4 separate regions of the Zea mays genome follow, and regions 2, 3 and 4 are each linked to region 1. The links are chromatin contacts, called in public Hi-C maps. All regions are on one chromosome and are shown on one strand. The core of a region is the stretch at or near the end of the contact, and the rest is flanking DNA. Distances in the headings are between cores, read along the strand shown.

Region 1 (6,287 bases), core at 1,634-4,133:
GCAGCACGAACATGTATAAATCTACGAGCAATACCAACGTGCCTCTGCTCATACCATCGAGTCGCAATCAACGATGCCATCCTACCTAAAAGCATCATGTGGGTAACCCCATAGTGTGCAGTCGGGTCACAAACACCGACAGATACCCTCCAACCTAAGCCTAAGATTAAAACCCCAACGGGTGATAGAATCATACCTATGCTCATTCCAAGCCTCAAAGGTGAAGACCCAACCACGGTGGTTTATGCAACTTCGGTGAAGAACCAGCTGTTGGTCTTGAGAGCGAATGAAGATGATGAGATACTCTTTTGGGAAGTCTTTCAATACCTGAATCCTACGGTCTCTGATTCCCAGCCTCTCTACCAGAGCTTCCTATATGCTTTGGTTCAAAGTCATGGTTGTTCCCATCCAGCGAACAGGCCACAGTCTTGCCCACCAACTCGTCTCTTGTAGCCTCAATCGCTCTCGATGCCGAGATCGCGCAATCCATCCTCATAGGTTGAGCAAGGGGATCCCCTAGGAAGGTAGCCATTGGCAGAGGAGAATTCTTCACTACTTGAAGGTAAGAATGAGCCTAGAAATGGCAGAGGGAGTAGTGGTAATGGTCAACGCGGGGAAAGATGAGGTCCTCCCTACTCCCCCTTTATGGATAGGACAGGAAGCCACCTGGTGCCCTTCCATAAGACATCTCCAACACTTGGTTGTGTTGTTGCAATTCAAAGCTCTTTGGTTGGTAGCGAAACAGTTGCAGCATTTACCCTCGACGTGCTTCAGGAACTTCTTTCTCCTTTCCTCGCGTAATGCGTTGGAGCTCGGGCAAGGCCTGTGCTTGTTCCTCCTCCAACAATATCGAGGTCTGACCACTTCCCAGCCATCTGTGCGACCATCAATGAGCTCACCAGACCTCTCGGACTGCACTAGATCTACAACATGAGCAACGGTATATAGGGAGCTGGCTTGAACCTACCTACAGGGACTGGTCCGTCTATATGAACTGCGGAGGTGAAAGATGGATTGAATGAATTGTGCTGTCTAGGGAGGGTCTTGAAAGATCTACCACCTTCTTCCCATTTTCTATGTTCACTCGGCAGGAGCTGGCACGGGAGGGCGACATAGCCAAGGGGAGTAGCTGTGTAGGGGCAAGGCATGGGCCGAGAGCAAATCCAGGAGCAGCGGGTCTAAATCATCCTCCTTCGCCACCACGCCCAGATGTCCCATCCCATTAACAGCGAGGCTAGAGCACTAGGGACCTTGGAAATCCCGACCTCCAACGAAGGACGGGAGGAGCAAATCCGACGCAATAACTCTACGCGACAGATTCGGTAGTGGCTCACCTCTAGTAGTGGCAGCTGGCTTGGGGGCTGCGGAGACGGGGGACTGGGCGGGGGCAGAAATGGCAGCGGCGAGCTGAGGGGCGAGGAGAGGTGGAAGGGTAGTCATGTGACACCTATTAGCCTACCATTCTTGTAGAAATTTACGACATGGCTTGCCAACCAAACCATATAATCCGTTTACTTGTGCCACACCGGGATGCAACGTGCACGTTTTTTGCAAACACGACTCTTCTCCATTTTACATTTATAATCATCTATATTGCTGATGAATAGTATAAGGCTATCTCTAGGAATTTAATCATCTCCATACACGTATTCAAACTCCACTCTGCAAAGTGTGCATACAATGCAAAATAGTGCAACACAATATTTTGGGTTACCATATAGGTGAACTGGTGGACATGGTCTAATATGGTTTGGCACATCTTTGGTTCGGTTTAAAGCCTAGAGTTAGCTCAAAATGTTATGATATACTCCCTCAGTCTCAAATTAAAATTCACTTTAGATAATTAATGGATGCATACAATAGTTGATGTATGTGTCTTATATATATATCTAGATTCATTATGATCCATTTGAATATAGACAAAAAAACAAAGAGCTAAAACGACTAGGAGTATAATATGTCATTTCAGTTTTATTCTAAGTCATCTAACCACTGTTTTTAGAAAATTATATAACTATAATAAGATTTATGTTTTAGTGAGTATAGGTATGGGATGCTAGTGACTGACGAGGGATTTACGCATTGTCATCTCTAACTATTAGCATGGGGAGGTGAATAGAATAGGTGATGAGAATTAGTTTTATTATTAGTTGACAAAAAACGGTGATAGTAAGTGCTAACCTCTAAACACAACTATCCAACCACCTATTAGCAATAACAATCCTATACCAACAATTAGCTAGCTAAATAGTCGGTAGATTTTGTGCTGTTGACTATCTAGCTATTAAGATCAGTGGATCCAAATATAGGATTTTTATTGGTGTTTTTGCTGTTTCTTTGCTAGTAACTGTTAATGCTAGCGCGTACTATCATCACAGCTGGTGTTTGGTGGTTTTGACCGCGTCCTCTGCGTTGAAGCAATAATAAAGTCCCTAATCCGGCAACGCAAATCATGGAAAACAAACCAAAAGATTTTTTTTAAAAAAGATATAGGATCCGGAGTAGGACGGCCGCAACCCAACACGGTCGCCGAACTGCATGCGCGCCGGTGCGAGCAGCAGTTACCGTCGACGTCGAGAGAAGGACGCGTGCGTGGGCAGGCACACGGCGAAGGAAGGACGACGACGACGATGACGACGACAGCCTGGACCCCAGCTGCTCTGCTCACCTCACCTCAGCTCCGGCCGCTTTCAATGTGCTCTTGGAGGGAGCCACAAGTCATCTGCCCTTCTGTCACGCTGCTTTGCTTCTTCTCCCTCCCGCTGAGCGCTGGCCCCGCTTCTCAGAATCGTGCGCGTTGAATTGAGCCATGCCTGTCGCCGGGTCAACCGCACTACCATTTCAACTCCTCTCTGCCCTGTTGGCCTGTTCAACCACGACAACAACAACCAAGCTAGTGCCTAGTGCGAGTGCGTGCTGCCGCACACCTTCTCCGCTTGCATTGCCTATTATACTCCATCCATCTACCGTATTGCCGTATATATTTCTCACCTCGAGCGAGGAGCATCCGACTCCGAGTGGAGGGGTGAGAGGGAGGCCATGAAGTCCAACCGGAACCTGTCGAGGGCGGAGGGGAAGAGGCTGGGGAATGTGGCACTCATAGCCTTCATGCTCGGATCCCTCCTGCTGCTCTCCCTCGCCAGGGCCAAGTTCTCCCCGATCGGTACGCTGGTTGTTGCCATGGCGTTTTGGTTTGCCAACCAGCTTCTTCTTCACTGGTTCGCTTTTATCTGAAGTTGGGTATGCGCAGGTAAAACAGGGGACACCATCAAGGCAGAGGAGCAGCAGGCAATGGCGAAGGCGAGCGGCGAGATGGCCACCGCCCATGACGCTGCAGCTGGTAATACCGACTAGTTCCTCTCGCAATCCTAGATCTAGATTGCTGCGAATCCTTTCCCGTTCGTGCAGCGAATTCCGCTGTATAGCAAGCAGATGCAGATCCGGTGGATTCATTCCAGCTGACTTTTGCCGTCTGTCTGTGACAGAGGAGGAGGAAGAGGAGACTCGGTCCAAGCCGACCGACTCCGATATTTCAGGCGCAGCCATTGCGGTAGGCGACGACCACGCCGAGAGGGCGCGCAGGCCGGTGTGCTACGAGTCGAGCCGGCGGTCGGACACCTGCGAGGCGGCCGGCGACGTGCGCGTGGTGGGGCGCGCGCAGACGGTGCTCGTGGGCGCGCTGGACCGGGAGTGGAAGGTGAAGCCCTACTGCCGGAAGCACGACGCGTTCGCGCTGTCCCACGTCAAGGAGTGGACGCTCCGTCCGCTTGTCGGCGGCAGCGACGGTGACGAGGCGCCGCGGTGCACGGTGAACAGCTCGGCCACGGCGTTCGTGCTGTCCACGGGGGGGTTCACGGGGAACCTGTTCCACGACTACACGGACGTGCTGATCCCAGCGTTCATCACGGCGCGGCGGTACGGCGGCGACGTGCAGCTGCTGGTGAGCAGCCACAAGCCGTGGTGGGCCGCCAAGTACATGCCGGTACTGCAGCAGTTGAGCCGGCACGAGCTGGTGGACGCGGACGCCGACGGCGAGGTCCGGTGCTACCCGCGCGTGGTGGTGGGGCCGACGTTCCACCGGGAGCTGGGCGTGGGCGCGGAGACGAAGGCGCCCGGTGGCGAGGAGGAGGGGGTGTCGATGCCGGAGTTCCGCGCGATGCTGCGGCGCGCGCTGGGGCTGGAGCGCGCGGCGGCGGCGCCGAGCGGGGACCGGTGGGACGTCCGGCGGCGGCCGCGGCTGCTGATCATCTCGCGGCGGCAGTCGCGGCGGCTGCTGAACGAGCGCGCCATGGCGGACATGGCGACGAGCCTGGGGTTCGACGTGCGCGTGGGCGACCCGGAGGCGAGCACGGACGTGGCGCGGTTCGCGCGGCTGGTGAACTCGGCGGACGTGATGGTGGGCGTGCACGGCGACGGGCTCACCAACATGGTGTTCCTCCCCGCGGGGGCCGTGCTGGTGCAGGTGGTGCCGTACGGCGGGCTGGAGTGGCTGGCGCGCGGCATGTTCCGGGACCCCGCGGCCGGGATGCAGGTGCACTACCTCGAGTACGTGGTGCGGGCGGGCGAGACGACGCTGAGCGAGGAGTACGGCGAGGACGACCCGGTCATCAGGGACCCCGCCGCCGTCCACAGGAAAGGGTGGGACGCGCTCAAGGCCGTGTACCTGGACAAGCAGGACGTCCGGCCGCACCTGGGCAGGCTCAGGAACACCTTGCTCCAGGCGCTCAAGCTGCTGCCCCATGGACGGCAGAGCACCGACTGATCATCCTTGGCTTGCTGGCGTCAGTGGTCACGGTCGTGCAGATGGTGTGGTCCAAAGCTAAGATTAATTGGCAAGGACCTTGAATTCGAATGGGCCGTGGGTTTGTTCTGTAGGTAGATGCTACATAGCTACAGTAGATAGGTTTTAATGATGTCATTACATGACAGATCATCATGTGGTCATTAATCTTCTTTTTTTTTAAAAAAAGAATTTGTTGTACTCTTTTGCCCTTGCCATGTAAACACAATCACGTTGTGCTAGGTTTTTTTTTGACAATTTAGCTGTTACGAAAATCTAGATATCGCATGGCTTGAATACGGAGGAAGATAAAGGACTCTTCTTAGTTTAGGATACAAATTGGCGGTTTACTCGTGTCGTGACGACTCGATGAATGCTGCATTTTTGTTAATTTCTTAAACGATTTTTACGGAAACAATTCTCATAAGCGAAACATTTGTCGGACAGAAACCGATCCTAATGATCCGATGCCGAAACAAACAGAGCCAAATTGTTACCAGCTGCTGGATAATTAAATATTTACTTCATCGTCTGACAAGGTCCGTGTTGTCTCGTCTCCCTATATAGTGTGTTCAGGCAGGCAGCGCATGCATATTTATTATTATTATTAGCGTTAGTGAATAAAGAGACCCGATCCGAGAACCGAGATCCGGTGGCCTGGTCAGGCATAGAGTTTTGACGAGATGAGCACAATGACGACGACGGACTCTACAGCTTATAGAGCAAGACGAGTACGGTAGTTGGCTTGACGTGTTCAGCTCATGAAGCAAAACCATACTCGTGGAGAAGTAACTACTCATCTGCCGACGACTTGTTCACAGCGGCGGATGTGATGCATATGGCCAGCGTGTGGCAGGGGCGAAGACGAGGACGCGGCTTTGACCAGTAAGTAGACACTAGACAGGCAGGCGCTAGCTGCTGTAGCTGTAACCCTCACGCTGGTCGGTGCTCCGACGGTCTACCCCTTCCCTTCCCCATGGGCCCTGGCGTGCCCCGTGCAGGAGCAGACCTGCAGACCGCCGGCGGTTTTTAAGGTCGGCGGATCGGACTCGAAGACGAACGCTCGCAGGGAAATAACGGACAGCCAGGCTAGGGAGCCCTCGACCTCGAGAGAATCTGACCACAGTTGTTTGTTTCTTTTTGACGATGCTGATGTTAAGGGCCAGACCTACCTACTCAAGCGCTCCTCCGCCTTGACTAAAAGCGCTTTCTAAATTACTAGCTAGAGAGTTATTTATATAAAAACCTTTTTCTATCTCTTTTCATCGACAACAATTTTTATATATCATATTTGTGGGCTATCATAATTAGGGACACTCGGATTATACCCGTGAGCTTTCCAAAGAAATCAAACCAAAAAATGCGCTCCCCGAGGCCACCAAGGGTTGAATCACGATTCGCTCGAGCTCCCGCTCAACGGACGCTCAAAACTACGTTGCGCCCGAAACCATCCTCGGGCGAAGGCTGCGCCCGTGGAAAATCCTCGACTCACCCGAGGACCACCTTT
Region 2 (5,474 bases), core at 1,688-4,187, 230 kb before region 1:
TCTACGCCGTTTTCAAAATTCAAATTTAAATTTTTTAAAATTCAGACGTAGTTTTCGTTGACAAGATGACTTCAAATGAAAATGTTGCGAACTACAAAATTCTATAACTTTTCAAGATCTACAAAATTTATTTATGTTGTTTGGTCATTTGTTCATCTCACATGATGGTTCTAATATTATTCAAAAATCTTGTAAATCTCTCTTGTAGTTTCATAAACTACGAGAGGGAGATATATGTTTTATGAACAAATTTATTTTTATTTTTCATATGAAGAAATGATCAAAATATAAATTGTACATCTTGATGAGTAATACAAATTTGTAGTTGAAAACTTTTTCATTTGAATTAATTTACTGTTTTTAAAATATGATTTTTAAATTGTCTTTGCCTAGTGTCCAAAATAAACACCGAGTGTCAAAAATAAAACACTCGGCAAAGACTCTTTGCCGAGTGTCATAAAAAACAATCGGCAAAGAAACTCTTTGCCGAGTGTCAAATATAAAACACTCCACAAAGGGTTTTTTGCCGAGTGTTTTTTTTTACCGAGGGTTTTTTGTTTGGCACTCGGCAAAGAGCTTATTTGTCGAGTGCCCGAAAAAAAAAACACTCGACAAAGAGCCGAATTCCGATAGTGGTGAGTGATCTCATGCATATTATTCTCCACACTTGCTGAGCGATGAACATATGTGAGCTTATCCTTACTATAACCACACCAGGTTAAGAACAGGTACCGTAAGATAAGGTGTATGAATGATGCTATGATGAGTTCGGAGAGTTTTAAATCGTCATCTCCCACTCAACTACCACTCAACTATAGTACTTGCAGAGAATCATTGTCCTCATATGATGTATTTTACTTAGCTATTTATATACGGAATCCTATTATATAATAGAGATGTGACATTGATTTCTGTACTATGAGTCATCATATGTGTGTGACTTGATCGTAGCACATATTTAAGATATATCTAAATTTATGCTTAAATCATGGTGTGACACAAAGTCGTGAATGAAAACAATGGGTGATATACAATTAACATGAAACGGCAAAGGGTCGTCTTATTTTTAGCTTGTGTCTAACAGAATCTGGGGACTTTGTTAAGTCGCTATTAGTGATCAATCATATAACAGAGTTTTTTTTCCATTATTGTAAAAGCTATTTCTGCAACATATATATGCCCTGCTGGCAATACTTACCGCTATAGCAGCCTTGACGGATCAAGGGTAATTTATGCATCTAAAAATCCAAAACATATATAGAAAATTTACATGTAAAAATCAAGTCCTCCACATCACATGGAAGCTCTAGGATTATCTCATCTTTTGTGCAGAAAAGATATTTTTAGCAGTAATCACTTGACATTAGTGCATGTCATATGAAGAATGGTTGTCAGCAGAAAAAGAGTGCACGTTTCTTTACTATTAAGGAACAGGAGAAACATAATACTCTCTTAGTTTCAAATTATAATTTGTTTGACTTTTTTTTGACACGTCTAAGTTGGCTTCCTATTCAACTTTTTTTAGAAAAAATGGAAAATTCAAAGTCATATTTAAAATATATTATATGATAAACAATATCGTAGCAAAAATTAATAATAATTATTTAAAAAAAATAAGATGAGCCGATCAAACTTGGGATAAAAAAGTTAAATAAATTATAAATTAGAACGGAGGGTATGTTTTTTTACGTTTCCATTATTTGAGTCTGCTCATCACGTTTAATTTGTTTATACAGTTCAATGAGTTCAGTTACAGCGGATGATAATTCGACGGCGTTTATTTGCATGCACTTACTTTTTACATTACGCCTAGAATGTAATCGGATGGACGAATATTACTTGTTTTGTGTTTATTTTCATATTTTTTTCTCTTCGGATACGGATATTATCGAGTTGTGCCGAACAAGATTTTGAATGTATATCGACATCTTAAATATATAACTTTGAATATACGGATACGTATATAGATCGGATATTGAATACCCAGCTAGACTCAGATTAAATTGGATCTTAGTTATTTTAGGGGGTGTTTGAATGCACTAAAACTAATAGTTAGTGGCTAAAATTAGTTGAAACATCCAAACACCCTATCTAATAGTTCAGCTATTAGTTATTTTTGGAAAATTAGTTAATAGTTAGGTAGTTATCTGTTAGCTAGCTAATTCAACTAATTATAAGTTCTAGTGCATTTAAATACCCCTTAGACGGATCGAATTAGAACACCGATGGATAATATCCATAACATTTTACACCTATAAATATGTCCTATATGTATATAGATGTCAAAAACAGGTTGGGCATGTTGGATGACCCGTGGCACGATACAGTTTTAAGCAGTGCCAAACATGGCATGGCGGCGAGCTAGACATGATACGGTCCGGTTTTATTTTTGTATTTTTTTTTCGTAATAATATCTGTATTATGCTTGTTCGAACCTCACTTGCTTATGTGGATGTGATAGTATCAACTCGCTGGCGTTCCGTGCATCGTAACATCTATCACATCCCACAGATCATGTCGCTTATCTTTTCTGATACTATAGCAGTAGCACACAGATGCCGGTCGAACCCAGAAGCATCACGCCATCACCCCCTCCCCTTTTCCCAATCAAAACCACGTCCGTCCCAATGGTAACCCAGCACCAATCTCGTGTTCGTGTGAGACAGAGCATGCAAACAAACAGCATGCATGCGCGAAGGAAAGCGTGCAGCGCGCGGGACGTGAACCGCGCGCGAACCCTGCCGCCCGTCCGGTCTCAGCTCACGCCCAGCGTCCTTCCCAGGCCGCGATCCGGCCATCCTGACGCGCGTTTCGTCTGGGCCCCAAAACCACGTCCGCCGCGGCGGCGGCGCGCCCACGGGCTCCCGTGCCCGCCGATAGTTTGCCGGACCCTGCCGCCTCCTATAAATGCAGAGCCCTCCGCCAGCGTCTCCCGCATCTCATCTTCTTCCTCCATCCGCACTACTGAGAGCGACAAAGCTAGCTCTCTCCAGGGATCGGATTCGGATCACCATGCCGTCCACCGTGAACTCCGCGTCCCTCGACCAGAACCTTGAGCTCGCCAAGCAATGCTCGCGAGGTATACATACAGATCAATCGATCCGTTTACTGATGCTTGCTTGAGCACATAATTAATCATGTCTTCCTGCTGCAGAGGCCGCCCTCGCAGGGTTCAAGGCAGCAGCTGTCGCGACCGTCGCCTCTGCAGTTCCCACCGTCAGTGTTCTTCATCTGTCTCAGCATGTAAACCTCGCTCTAATAATCCTCGTCGCCTGTATGTGATTCGATCGATCTCCCCTGTTGTTGTTTCAGCTGGTTAGCGTCAGGATGCTGCCATGGGCCAAGGCCAACATCAACCCCGCTGGCCAGGCCCTCATCGTCTCCACAGGTCGATCTCTGAATCTCTCCCTGATCCCTCTACGACGACCTAGCTAGCTATTACTACCAAGATGCCTTCACATGTCTTTCTGTGTGTAACTAATGGCGGAATGCCTGCTTTAATTTGCTCCACGAAAACTGGGTCGTCGTGCAGTTGCTGGCATGGCGTACTTCATCGCGGCGGACAAGAAGATCCTCTCGCTGGCGAGGCAGCACTCGTACGAGAACGCGCCGGAGCACCTCAAGGACACCTCCTTCCAGGGCACCGGCCGTCCGCACCCAGGGTTCTTCAGGCCTTGAGCGAGAGACCATCAAACTACCGCCCTAGCTAGCTGGACGCACTAGTTCGTCAGCGGCCGCCGATTCATGTCGTCCAAGATCATATCAACTACTGCTAGCATATATATAGTGTACTAGCTAGTAGTAGGCACCGGCGATCCGTGCATGCATGTGCTCGGAGAAACTGTAATGGCTTAGTGCTCTGCTCCAGTTTACTGTATCTACCTTCCATTATCATATAATAATATCATCCTCCTGTTTAAGCATACGACTTTGTGCTATATATATGAACGCAAAAAGAACATGGTGGCAGCAAAAGGCCTTTCCCTCTTCAGATCAGTGTGGTCGATGTAGCATTATTGTGCTATATGACTGGAAACGAGCGCATCCAACATGTTCCACATCAACTCGACCTAACAAAGTGTTTGGTTCATCTTTCTGAATCAGAAAAACTGGAATCTCAACCAAACGCTATGAAAATTTACACAATCCTCTAAATTTAATTCAGAATCACTTACCCTAGATTTTCTAAATTCTTGTTATCCATGTTATCAAGGTATCATTACTCTTACAGATTCTACGGTTGACAGTTGTTTCAACCAAACAAATTTTAGCTTTCCACAACCATCAGCTCACAACAACTTTCTGATAGGCCAAAACTAAAATCGACATTTTAAAAATCTACAACTGAACCAAACAGACCAAAAAAAACTAGCGTTCTTTCAACGACTGCTCTACTTCTATAAAAATAACGACACTCCATCCGACCAAAGTTTTTGCACAACAAATACTTTGTTAACTCAGGGTAAACCCTTCACTCGCCTTATCAAGTAACAAGACACAGAAGATAATTAAGAAAAACATGAAATAGACACAAAAATACCTCGTGTGGACATCTATTGCTTACCGTTATGTTGTTATGTTACGAACTTACAACAAAAGGACATATATGAACCCACCCCCGACAACAAGCGACAAAAACCTTCCCTCCTTCCGTACACTCTCTATAACCCACCTTAGAAGACCGCCCCGACAACAAGCGACAAAAACCTTCCCTCCTTCTGTACACTCTCTATAACCCACCCTAGACCGCCCCGACAACAAACGACAAAAACCTTCCCTACTTCGATACACTCTCTATAACACATCCTGAACTGCAAGCGTAGAAATGTCGTATGTAGCCTCGCCTCAAAACATTAATATTTTTTAGTAACGTTTCTTCTTTATGACATAATGTATATCCATAGGAACGTTTCCTTAATGACGTAGAGGCAAACCCATCAATCTTCCCATCATGAGACGATGGAAACAACAAAATGAACTAAAATGAACACGAAACAGACTCAAAAAGTGCCTCATGAACAACTTTAATTTGGCTTATAGTTATATTACGACAAAGGGCCACACATGCACCTTCCCAACAACAAGCGACAAATACCTTCCCTGCTTCCCAACACCTCTCACCCATCCCGACAAGTGGGAGACATATCTAGCCTCGCTCCAAAGATTATTTTTTTACGTTTCTTCTTCATAACGTAACCCATTTCTAGAAATTTTCTTAGGAACTTTTATTTAACAATGCAAGAACCCTTCACTCACCTCAAGAATTAACAAAGAAAAAGAAAATGACCAAAAAGAACATGAAACAGGCACAAAAGGTGCCTCTAGACTAACTACTACTTATGGTTATGTTACGACAAATGGTATGGTATGTATGCACCTACTCCGACAACAAACACCTTCCCAACTTCCCCACACCTTGCAACCCTCCCCCACATATGTGTAAACATATGTAGCCACACTACAAACATTATTCT
Region 3 (6,073 bases), core at 650-3,149, 150 kb before region 1:
GATTGAGAAGAGAAAGCTCACTCGGTCCGAGTGACCGTTTGAGAGAGGGTAAGGGTTAAAGAGACCCGGTCTTTGTGGCCTCCTCAACGGGGAGTAGGTTTGAGAGAACCGAACCTCGGTAAAACAAATCCGCGTGTCTCACTTCATTATTCGCTTGCGATTTGTTTTGCACCCTCTCTCGTGGACTCCATTATATTTCTAACGCTAACCCGGCTTGTAGTTGTGATTCTTTTTAAGAATTTCAGTTTCGCCCCATTCACCCCCCCTCTAGGCGACTTTCACCGCTGGCGTCATTGGCTCACTGGACAGTCCAGTGAATTATAGCCATACGCCTCTGTTGTTTTCCCGAGAGCAGCCGGTTCACCGTCGGCCAGCCTGGTGCACCGGACACTGTCTGGTGCACCACCGGAAAGTCCGGTGTGTCAGGCTGAGCTTCCATTTATGTTCTCCTTCTTTTGTCACTGTTTCTAGCACTTAGACAAACACATTAGTATACAAAATAATACACTAAGTCTAGAAACATACCTTACACTTTGATTTGCACTCTTCACCCATTTTGCACATAAATACTCAATTAATGTGTTGGGCATCTAATCACCAAAATACTAGAAATTGTCCAAGGGCACATTTCCCTTTCAGGTTCTTGATGCGCAGGGCCCGCAACTTTAGCTGGTCTTCAGGTGAGATGCCGATGACTTCGCCGTCCTCTATTGCGTCTTTGCCCTTTGGTGGAGCGAAGCCTGGTGGTGGTGCTTGCGGTACGCCTCCGGAGCTGCAGGTGTGTAGGGTGCCTTCAGGGATGGGATGGTCTCGGCGCTGTCTTTTGCTGACAGCTTCATCTTCGAAGGCCTCTTGGGGGGTGTTGTCTGCGAGGGCCTTGCCTTTTTTCTCCGCCAGTAGCGCTGCCTTCGCTGCTTCGTCGATGGACGGGGCTGCCTTCGAACTAGCTCGCTTGGGGCCATCGCTGGTTGTTTTTCGTAGCACGAACGGTGGGCGCCAAATGTTGGAACTTGCTCTACCGGGCAAGTTGATCCAACAGGAAAGCGGAAAGAGTATTTGCAAAGTTTGTCGTGGGATGGCAAGAGCTTTGTTAATCTACCCCTGTGAGGGCACTGTATGGGGGTATTTATAGGCACTCGAGTGGCCGCCCGTCCCTTGTCAAAGACGTTTATATGCCCTCGAGTACATGGCTTATCCCCAGAATATTCCCACGAGGGGAGGTTACAGACAGTCATTACAGTAAAGGCTATTACAAACGCAGTCTGTAATGCGCTTATCCTCGCGGGGCCCGTTACCTTGGGCCGAATCCCGTGTGGGCCTCCCAGGGCGGTGACGAAGTGGGAGACTCGTAGACTTCGACAGAGACTTCGTCTTGCAACAGAGAGGACGAAGGGGACCGCCAATCAATGTCTTCGGCTTGATCGGACGTGTTTGGTGGATGTAGCCTTCGTCGAAATGATGAGCAGACGAAGGTATCGAGCAAAAGGTAGCGTGATAGCCTTCGCCCCAACAAATACCATAAGCCACAACCATGACCGTCGACAAGAAGGAAAGGATAGAGGAACCGATCGAACCGCAGCAGTCATCTCCCGGCCCGCTGCAAACGTTCCTGGTCTACTCCCATCCCATCACACATGCATTTCCGCAATCAAAAGCATCACGTAAACTGACTGGGAAAGCGCAGATTTTAATATGTGCACCGGGAGGATATAAAAAATGTGCCAAACCGAAGGTGCTTGCATCGCCACGTTATCCGAATATGGCTTTCAACGACATTTGGTAGGTTTTTGTTGTACGTGCAGTAACGACAGAAAAAAAAAACGGAGACGTGCAGCAGTGACAGCGTCATATGCATCTAATCTGCTGGCCGCCTTCCATTCCAGTCCACACACACACAACAATCATTAACGAGAGTGCTCTGGCCTCTGGCTAGCTATCTCGTCCGGTCCTGCATCAGGTCGTAGATATAGTGGGGATAGTTTTGTTGTTGGTCTGGAAAGAAGAGAGGGAAAAAAAAAGATCCATGGCGACGGAGGAGGCCGGCCGTGCCCTGGCGACGAAGGCGAAGCTGGTGGCGGCGGTGCTGGTGCTGGAGCTGCTCGTCGCGGGCTTCCACGTCGTGTCGAGGGCGGCGCTCGACATGGGCGTCAGCAAGATGGCGTTCCTCGTCTACCGGAACGCCGCAGCCCTGCTCGTGGTCGCCCCCGTCGCCTACTTCCTCGACAAGTGAGTGGTCTATGCATGTGATGAACTCTGCACAGGTCGTAGTTAGTATTCCCTTCTGATTATGTATGTATATGCCCCTTCACAGGAAAGATAGGCCGCCCTTCACGCTACGCTTGCTGATGGACTTCTTCTTGCTGGCTGCAGTCGGGTAAGGTGTATGTATACAGCATCATCTGTATCCATGGCCATGCATCCCTTATTTTTAAGTCAGCACAGCAGTGCATCAGTTTCTAATAAGTAACCCTAATCCGCGTGCAGGGTAACCTTCACACAGGGGCTCTACATCCTCGGCCTGTACTACCTGTCACCAACCTACGTCTCTGTCATCCAGAACTCAGTCCCTGCGATCACCTTCGTCATGGCCGCTAGTTTGAGGTCGTAGCAAGGGGAGGACGTTTGTTTGGGATTATATATAATCTTCCTAGATTATATTTATAATCCGACAAATCTTTAACTAACACTTGGTTGGTTGAAACAGAATCGAACAGGTAAATGTGAGGAGCAGATACGGGCTGGCAAAGATGCTAGGCACGGTGGTCACCATAGCGGGGGCAACCGTCATAACCCTCTACAAAGGGACGCCATTATTGACAGAAACAGCTCATGCAGAGGGCACCACGCACACGCTGGAAGGCACCCACACGCTCGGAGGATGGGTCGCAGGATGCCTCATCATGTTCGCGAACTGCATTTGCTTGTCTGCGTGGATGGTTCTGCAGGTCGGTCTGTTGTTTTAATTTGCCCTGTATTTAACTTGTTGTTTTTAGAGTTCATTTGGCTGAGCTTCACTTTATAATTCTCTAGCTTCAAGAGTTAGAGTGATTCTGAATGATTCTCTAGCTCTAAGAGTTAGAGTGATTCCAAATGATTCTTTAGCTGAAGTGAATTTATTTGACGAAAACTGTTTGCTAAATAGGTTGTGAAGTGATTTCTGATAGATTAGAAAGTGGGATGTAGAAACAGGTTTTTTTTCTTCCACTTTATAGTTTAAAATATAGACTATGTTCACTTCACTCACATGTACTCCCACTATGAAGCAGTTCAGATTTTTACCGTTTAACTCTGCAGGAGTGATTCTCGTTGGAATCGGAGCTGTTGGAGCTGTGTCAAACGTCTCCTACTCTTACGGCTACACATGCACAGCCTGACTCTTGGTAATAACCATCCGCAGGTCCCGGTTCTGAAGAAATACCCAGCTAAGCTGTCGTCTTTCACCATCACTCTGGCGTTGGGTTTCGTCCAGCTCGCTGTCGTCGCGCCGTTTTTCGAGAGCGACGTTGAGAGGTGGAAGATCAGCTCAGGAGGCGAGCTTTTCACCATCCTGTATGCTGTAATTCTCTTTTTCCTTATAAGCTCATCATGCGTTGCCTGCCTCGCTAACTGTGTGCGATTATTATTCAAGACCTTTTTGCTAAGATATCTTATTTACTGTCTAAATAGAAGTCTGTGGCTACGTACATGTTTTTCTTAAACATGCGTGTCTGATCATATTTCTTGGGGGCAATTTTTTTTGCAAGTGAATATACGTACGTTAACGTCTTGCTTGTGCTAATGAAGGGCGTTGTGGTGCTTGGAATCGCCTGGTATCTCATGATCTGGTGCATAAACAAAGGAGGGCCTCACTTCGTTTCCGTCTTCCAGCCACTGCAAACCGTCATGGTCGCCATCATGGCCGCCATCTTCCTTGGCGACACACTCTACATTGGAGGGTAAGAAACACACACCACACCATCAAGTTAGTTTGTGACTCATTAAATTTTTGAACTTTTTTTTGTTGAATGATTTATAGAGTCATAGGTGCGGTGATCATAGTCGCGGGTCTGTACTGTGTACTGTGGGCGAAGAGCAAGGAGACCAAAAGCAGCGGCGATCTCCTAGTCCTTCCTGAAAGAAGCCCCGCGCAGCAGAATCTCCTCCAGCGTGAAGATTGAAGCGAGACCACTCACTGTACTGTACGGTTCTCGGCCGGCTGTAGCTGCCCCAACAAGAAATATGGGGGTGTTTGGTTTGAGAAATCACTTCATCCAAAATGTGGTGGTGCATCATGAGTCCATTACTCAAATTTGGTGGGATGACCTTATGCCTCATATTAGTACTAACTAAATAACTATAAGAAATGGGGTGATGATGGATCAACTCAATCCATTCCACAAACCAAACAAAAAAGTGAGGAGTGAGAAGACGATGGACTAGATCATTCCTCAAACCAAACAGCTTATATATTCCTTGTATCGTCAGTTGGACAGGCCAATAGATGATGTCGCCTGTGCAACCTTGTTGGCCGAGGGCCACTTTCGATTTTGTCTATTGGTTCTTTTAGAGCAACCATCCCGATGCGATGACACTGTAGCTCTCTTAGGATGTGTTTGGTTGCAATGACAGAACGGGACGGGATAGGACGATCTCTCGAATAAGGTTGTTTGGTTCAGAGCCAAAGGTTAGGACATAACTATCCGAATGTTGTCCCCAGTTGTCCCTCAATTTTGGAGGGACGGGAGAGGACGCCAGGGGACGTCTCTGTCCTAGCTTGATGCAAATAAGAAATTTTAAAATTTCAGGAAATTCTCAAATGCCGATGTTTTCCGTTCTTATTGAGCTCAGCCCAACAAGCGTTGACTTACTGCTACGCGGCCGACCAAAGGCCCAACACCTTCCCGTCGCCGAAGCCACGCAAGCCCAACAAACCAACCCGTATATGTCGTACTCCAACATCTTTTCTGGAAATTTTTAGTTGTTAAGATCTTATTATGTAGTAGAGTCCACGCGAAGAAACGACATTTTGGCTCCACTTTTGCCTTCCAAGTTGGTAGTAGATTGCTCTTGGCATAAGCTCCAATGGACTGGGGCAAATAGCCATCATTGGTCTAGCGTCAGTATATGTCGTACTCAACCCCTGGATTTATTTGCACCTCGCGTAGAGCTTCCCAGAGAGCCACGTACTCTAATTTCCTTGGCCCCAACAACCGCTGAAATGTGGGAGATGCCATGGGTGATCCATCTGTTTTTTTGTAGTGGCTTTTAGAACTGAAATATTCTTCCATAAGGACTTGGCAAAAAGTGTGGGAGCTATCAACCGTGCTGACGTGCCATCGATCCAACACAAACGCCAAAAAGAAGCTTTAGCCCCATTGCCCACTGTCACCACTGTACATTGTAGATACATGAAAGAGATCCCGATCAACCTTGCTACAGGGTATGTCCAAACAGACCCAAGCTCTTTCTTGATTTTTTCCATTCAAACCAAAGCCAACGAAGCCGTAAAGCTCTTGCAAAACGCTCCAGATCAACGATTCTCATACTTACCACCTAGGTTCAAAGGGCGCTTCACTAACGCGACGACCACCTGACAAGGCAATGCCCACCATAAATATTTTATGGTTCCTCTCCCTTCCATAAGAAACTGCGATGATTTTTGTCAATTTTCTTAAAAATCGACCTCTGTTCTAGGAACACAACCAATTGGTAAATCGGCCGAGCTGGTAGCACTGTTTTAACCAAAGTCAATTGTCCAGCCTTATATAACAGCTTCCCTTTCCATCCCGAAAGCCTGGCCCGCACCTTGTCTAACAATGATTGCACATCAATTTTTCCAAGGTTTCTCAAATGCAGGGGAGCCCAAGATATCTACCCAGGAATGATGCCAACTTCGCCAGGAACCACATGGGCAAAGACTCAGTCACACCTGCATGACAACGAATCGGAAAATTTATGTCTTATTAAGGTTAAACTTAAGCCCCGAGCAGCGACTCAAAGTTTGCAGGATATGTTGGAGGACACCAAGCTCAGCCTCAACTGGTGTAACCAAAATACCCTAACATTATTGTCCAAAAAAGCTTCAAACCTAAAA
Region 4 (5,709 bases), core at 1,513-4,012, 250 kb after region 1:
CACACATAGCTCATGTATATACTTTTGATCATGTCTCTTTCATTTGGTACAAATGCATATTTCTTATTCTTCTTGTGCCAAGGCTAAGACTAATGTGCTTTCAAGTATATCTCTATGATTAGTCTTAAATTGAAAGGGAAATAGAGTATTCGGCAAAGACAAGGCTTCCACTCCAACTCTGACGGTATCACTTATCCTTTGCCGTTACTCATGTCACTCTCATTGGTATGACACTTCATTCATATTTATTTTACCATTTGGGAGAAAAATGAAAAAGGGCTCTCACGTTCTCCATTTTTGGCGCTTAATGCCAAAGAGGGAGAAAATATTAAGCCCAAAGCAAAAGGACCGCACCACCATTAAAAGATATGAAATTTTCAATTAGTATGTTTTCAATTGGTATCTAATTTTCAATTGATATATGAGAGTAAAATTTCAAATTGGTATCTATTTCAAAACCCTCTTGAAAGCTAAGAGGAGAATTTCATTCAGGGGGAACTTTTATTTAGTCAAAGGAAAAGCATTTGAAATGGGGGGAGGAATTTCAAATCCTAAAATGCTTCTTGCAATCTTATTCCTATAACTTTGACTATTTGCAAAAATAAACAAGTGGTGCAAATATGGTCCAAAATGTTAAATAAAAAGAAAAGCAATCCATTCACTCTTAGTCATATGTCTAAATCTTTCATTGGTTTAATTCTAAGTAACCTATGCACAATCATCTCAATAGCAAGCTAGTTATATTTATACACTCTTCATTTGCTTTGGTTTGTGTTGGCATCAATCACCAAAAAGGCAGAGATTGAAAGGGAAATAGGGTTAACCATTTCCTATAATTAATTTTGGTGGTTGACGACCAACACAAACACGTGGACTAACTAGTTTGTCTAGAATTCATCTATTACAGGTGCATAAGGTTCAACACAAACCAAGAAAGAAATCAAGTTAGGGACACAATTAAAAATGGAGCAAGACTTAGAGTGTGTTGGAAGATGGTGCACCGGACACTGTCCGATACGCCTGCCAAGTGCCCTCCGAACCAGCCACTCTCGGGAAATCCCAGGGCAGCCTCCGCTATAATTCACCGGACTGTTCGGTGAGCCAGCGGAGCAACGACTCCCTGCGCGCCAACGACTCTCTGCAAAAGCAACAGTGTGCAACAGTGCCGCGACAGAAATCAGAGCGCAGAAGTCAGAGGGCATCGGACTGTTCGGTGCAGCTAGAAGACAAGGCGCCCCAACGGTCAACTGCTCTGAACCCTAAGGGTTGCATTAACGTGGCGGGCACCGGACAGTGTACAATGACTGTTCGGTGACGCACCGGACTGTCCGGTGCGCCCATCGCCAGCAGAAATCAGCCAACGACTATAAGTGGTTGGGAGGCTATAAATACCCCCAACCACCTCATTCACTCCCATCCAAGCCTTCTGAAATCTTCATTCATTGCCAGAGCGAAAGCCCAACACTCCAAGACGCAATCAAAGCAACCAATCCACTCAAAGTCCCCAAAATCAACTCTAGTGCATTAGGGCTTGTGAGATGATCACTTGTGTTCTTTTGTTGCTCTTGTCGCTTGGATTGGCCTCTTCTTTTTCCCTTCTTATTCTCAAGAGACTTGTAATCAAAGCAAGAGACACCTAAGTGTGTGGTGGTCCTTGCGGGGTCTAAGTGACCCGTGAGATTAAGGAAAATGCTCACTCGGTCTAAGTGACCGTTTGAGAGAGGGAAAGGGGTGAAATAGACCCGGTCTTTGTGACCTCCTCAACGGGGACTAGGTTCTTTGGAACCGATCCTCGGTAAAACAAATCATCGTGTTCACTTGCTTTGATTCTTGTTTGATTTGTTTTCCCTCTCTAATGTTTCCTTGCTAGTTTTGATTTGAGTTGGCTCCCATACGTCATCCGCATTCTTTGAGCAACTCTTAGCAAGAGAAACATTCTTTTGACTTGAATTTAATTCTAATGCTAACCCCAACCTTTAGTGTGAGTTTAAGTTTGTAAATATCAGGTTTTGCCTATTCACCCCCTCTAGGCGACTTTCAGTGTGCAAATGTATGCCGAAAGTAAAAAACTCGCACGAACACATGCCTAGACTCTGCATCCCCTTAGAAACGACTTTGGAGTCTCTTTACCTTTTACTTAGGTGGTACTTCAGCTCTACATTCCCTTGTGAACGGCTTTGGAGCTAAGCTCGGCATCCCCTTAGGAACGACTTTTGTAACACCCAAAATCTTATTTTGGATTTATTAAGAAGATTTTTTTTAAAAAGTCTAAATAAATGTCGTTAATAAGGATTTATTAGCTTTGAAATTATTTCTCGAAATAAGTAAATGGCAATATTATATTTGGAATTGTTAAAGTTAGACGTTGTAGTTAAAATTGAAAATCAATTAATGAACATAAAGATTTTCAAATATTGATATGAGTGAATTATTTTCTTATCTCTCTCATGAAGTAAGCATTAGTATTATTGAAAATAATAAAATAAATAATAAAATATTATTACATTTCATGCTAGGGTTTTGATTGTGCACTTAAACTGACTTAAAGCTTGAACTCTATTTGAATTGAATTTGAAACCTAGAAATTAAAAATATGAAAGGAAATCGAAAATAGAAAAGAAAGTAAAAAAAGAATAGACCCGTGCTAGGTCGTTTTCTCCCCATCGGCCCAACTGCTCTCCTCGGCCCATTTCGCGCGTGTGACACTGACGGTGTGGGACCCAGCTGTTGGAATCATGCTCCTGCCACACACGCGCGAGGGAGTCGTCTCCTTTCCGCTGACATTGTGGGCCCCGGTCTCTAGGTCGCGTGCTCAACCGAGATCGTCGGACTCGGTGGCGCGCGTTGTCAGCCGTTGGATCTCCGGCCGGATTGCACATCATTTACATGTGGGTGTGGGTCTGCTTGTCAGATCTTCCTTCAATAGAACGCGTGATCCTCACCGTCGCAACTGACCACAGAATCCGCGCAGCGGAGATCTTCCCCCTGTCGCACCAGCTGCCCCAACCGACCTCCATGCCTCAGCCATAAAGCCAGGCCCCTACGACGTCCCTATCCCCTCAACTAGACCTGCCTACCCCCCGAACCAAATCGTCGTCGAGTTTACCATCAGGTCGGTGAGCATGGGCCGCCGTGGGGAAATCGGGTCCGCATCGGAGCTCCAATCTCGAGTGCGGTACTAGGAGCTTCGCAGTGTGGCGTGGAAGGTGTTCGAAGCTTCACCGTGGTCAGTGTGCGCTCGGAGTCGCCGGGATTGCTCAAGATCTCCCTCCTCCCCAGTGGGCCACAGATCGCCGTGGGCGGCATCTCAGTCGTCGCTGTTTAGGGTAAAACCCAATTCATTCGGTTCATTGCATACTCTAGGTCATTGAGCATTTAGTTGCGCCTTCAATCGGGCTCCGGGTCGCCCAATCGCGTCACACCGACGAGAGCGCCGTCATGGACCTCTGCTCCACCATCCCTGGCTATCGGGAGGATTGAAGTTGTGTCCGTGGCCGTTGATCTAGATTGGGCGGCCGAGATTGCGTGCTGCGTACCGTTTCGGATGGGATCCTAATCTGGACCGCACGTTTGCAATCTAACTGCTCCTATGCTCCCATACCTCATCATCCGATCGTGGATAAGTTAAATCCAGGTCGTTGATCGTGTAGTGGATGGGCAAGATTTGGTAACGGTTCCCGGGGGTTAGGATCTATTCTGGACCATTGATTATAGATCAGATAGCTTAGATCAACCGATACCCCGTTCGTGGTGGCATTTTCACTAAAGAGCCCATCGGGAACCTGTAAATCAATCCGCCATCCACGTAAGAGGAAAGATCATCGCAACTTAGTCCAAAATCTTATAAACTCGACCCTGATATTTTACGAAATATAATCCACGACCCAGGGAATTTATATTTACTTAATAAAACTCTAGAAAATGAATTTAGTGTGGAAATGAATCTAGAACCTTAGGAAACTCATATATTTTCCGTTTTAATTTCGTTTTGCCCCGTTCAAATTGTGTTAGCCTCATAGAAATATCTACTACACAGTAGCAACATTAATTATATGATATCACATACTTTTTATAATTAGGTAACTAATTTTATTAATCTATGTTTATTGGATTACCTTTTCTAATATTAATATAGTACTCTGATCTTATAGTTATAATTTGACTAAAAGATAATCTTTAATCAATTAATAACGTAGGTTAAAGTTGAGTTAATTATTTATAGAATATTATCTCATATGATATAAAGTAATCAATTTATAATATAGTTTAATATTTAAATCACATGGATCTTCCATAAATCATAACTCCTTGACCGTAACTCCGATCTTAGTGGTTCTCGAACCCATGACCTCATAGCATTGCGTAGACTATTCTTACGCTATTTGTTCTCATGTTTGGTGTGATGTTAATTTTGCCTATACCATGTTTGTTTGTATTGCTATGAAAAGCGGTGAGGTCACGAGATCTGAAGATCATCCAGGTACCTGGAATCTTGAGTCTCAAGCAAGTTGTGCTCTTGATCACTCCTTTTTACCTAATAATGTTCGCTATTAATCACTGTAACATGCTCAGGTTAATTTTGATGGGACCCAATAGGTCTCCATAGCAATGTTTATCTCTTACCTTGCAAACAGAAGCACTATTGGTAGTTTTGCTATTGCTCTACTTGGTTTTGGGAAACTAATGTTTTATTATGATCATGCTCCAATTATTTAGTTGTTTAATTATTATTCATGATAAGATCATATTGTTAATTGGAACATGGAGCGACCACCCAGGAAAACAGTGCTACCACAAGGGTGGTATGGGACGCCCTTGGCTGACTAATTAGGAAAGCTAGCGGAGGACTACCTTACCCAAAAGGGGCAAGGGCAGTAGGGGAGTGGTCGGTGTAGGGAGGTTCTCAGGCTGATTTTGCTGCAATGGCGGTCAGAAGGGGGATCCCTGCATTGCGCTTCCTAGAACTTTAGCGAGTTTTCTGAAACTAGTGGAACTTTGTAAAGGCCTCGTAGTGTTACCCTGCCTCGCTTCCATGTAGAGGTGTATGGGATTCATGACCCCTTAGTAGATGGGTAACACGACTTGTGGGTAAAGATGCGCAATCTCTGTAGAGTGTAAAACTGGTATGTCAGCCGTGCTCACGGTCATGAGCGGCTCAGACCCTCACATGATTAACTTATGGAATTAAACTCAATTTGTCATATGCATTGCATCGCGGGTGTTGTTATTAATCTTAATCTCTTATTTAATTGAGTCGGTATCTACTTATACTTAATAACTGCTAATAAAATTTTGACCAACTTTAAAAACAATGCTCAGCTTTAGCCATCCTCTTTGGTAAGCCTTACTGAAAGGGAATTAGGCTTACACCTAGTTCCTATATAATTTTGGTGGTTGAATTGCCCAACACAAATCTTTGAACTAACTAGTTTGCCCAAGTGTATAGATTATACAGGTGTATAAGGTTCACACTCAGCCAATAAAAAGACCAAGTTTTGGATTCAACAAAGGAGCAAAGGGGCAACCGAAGGCACCCCTGGTCTGGCGCACCGGACTGTCCGGTGTACCACCGGACATGTCCGGTGCACCAGGGGGACTCAGACTCAAACTTGCCACCTTCGGGAATTTCCAGAGGCGACTCGGCTATAATTCACCGGACTGTCCGGTGTACACCGGACAGTGTCCGGTGCGCCAAGGGAGGTCGGCCTC

What was found. A called contact is a pair of places that touch in the nucleus more often than the background predicts.
Region 2: a Hi-C map of endosperm shows a contact between it and region 1, with 4 times the contacts expected there. The contact joins the promoter of LOC100279040 here to the promoter of LOC103629467 in region 1. A contact is called at or near these places in 3 of 25 Hi-C or Micro-C datasets (ear, endosperm and leaf).
Region 3: a Hi-C map of bundle sheath shows a contact between it and region 1, with 2.9 times the contacts expected there. The contact joins the promoter of LOC100272328 here to the promoter of LOC103629467 in region 1. A contact is called at or near these places in 5 of 25 Hi-C or Micro-C datasets (bundle sheath, ear, leaf and 1 more).
Region 4: a Hi-C map of endosperm shows a contact between it and region 1, with 4 times the contacts expected there. The contact joins the enhancer-like site here to the promoter of LOC103629467 in region 1. A contact is called at or near these places in 3 of 25 Hi-C or Micro-C datasets (bundle sheath, ear and endosperm).

What each region holds. Positions count from the first base shown.
Region 1 is chr6:79,725,435-79,731,721 of Zm-B73-REFERENCE-NAM-5.0, reverse strand. LOC103629467 reads left to right here and starts at 2,883. Exons shown (of 3, transcript NM_001323509.1): 1 at 2,883-3,163; 2 at 3,251-3,340; 3 at 3,486-4,967. The coding sequence starts at 3,040. The coding sequence ends at 4,762.
Region 2 is chr6:79,955,931-79,961,404 of Zm-B73-REFERENCE-NAM-5.0, reverse strand. It overlaps LOC100279040, which reads left to right and starts at 2,937. Exons shown (of 4, transcript NM_001152103.1): 1 at 2,937-3,079; 2 at 3,155-3,216; 3 at 3,313-3,388; 4 at 3,533-3,920. The coding sequence starts at 3,013. The coding sequence ends at 3,678.
Region 3 is chr6:79,879,156-79,885,228 of Zm-B73-REFERENCE-NAM-5.0, reverse strand. LOC100272328 (nodulin-like protein) reads left to right here and starts at 1,899. Exons shown (of 7, transcript NM_001146812.1): 1 at 1,899-2,226; 2 at 2,312-2,374; 3 at 2,485-2,601; 4 at 2,705-2,945; 5 at 3,398-3,556; 6 at 3,784-3,935; 7 at 4,016-4,267. The coding sequence starts at 2,024. The coding sequence ends at 4,157.
Region 4 is chr6:79,479,759-79,485,467 of Zm-B73-REFERENCE-NAM-5.0, reverse strand. No RefSeq gene overlaps it. Among protein-coding and RNA genes, the nearest start is that of LOC103629463, 18 kb to the right of the region's middle. Within about 2 kb of position 2,762, at least 20 of the 20 cell types and tissues checked have an H3K27ac peak or open chromatin away from gene starts, as enhancers often do. A contact at or near this core is called in bundle sheath, ear and endosperm, where this site is marked.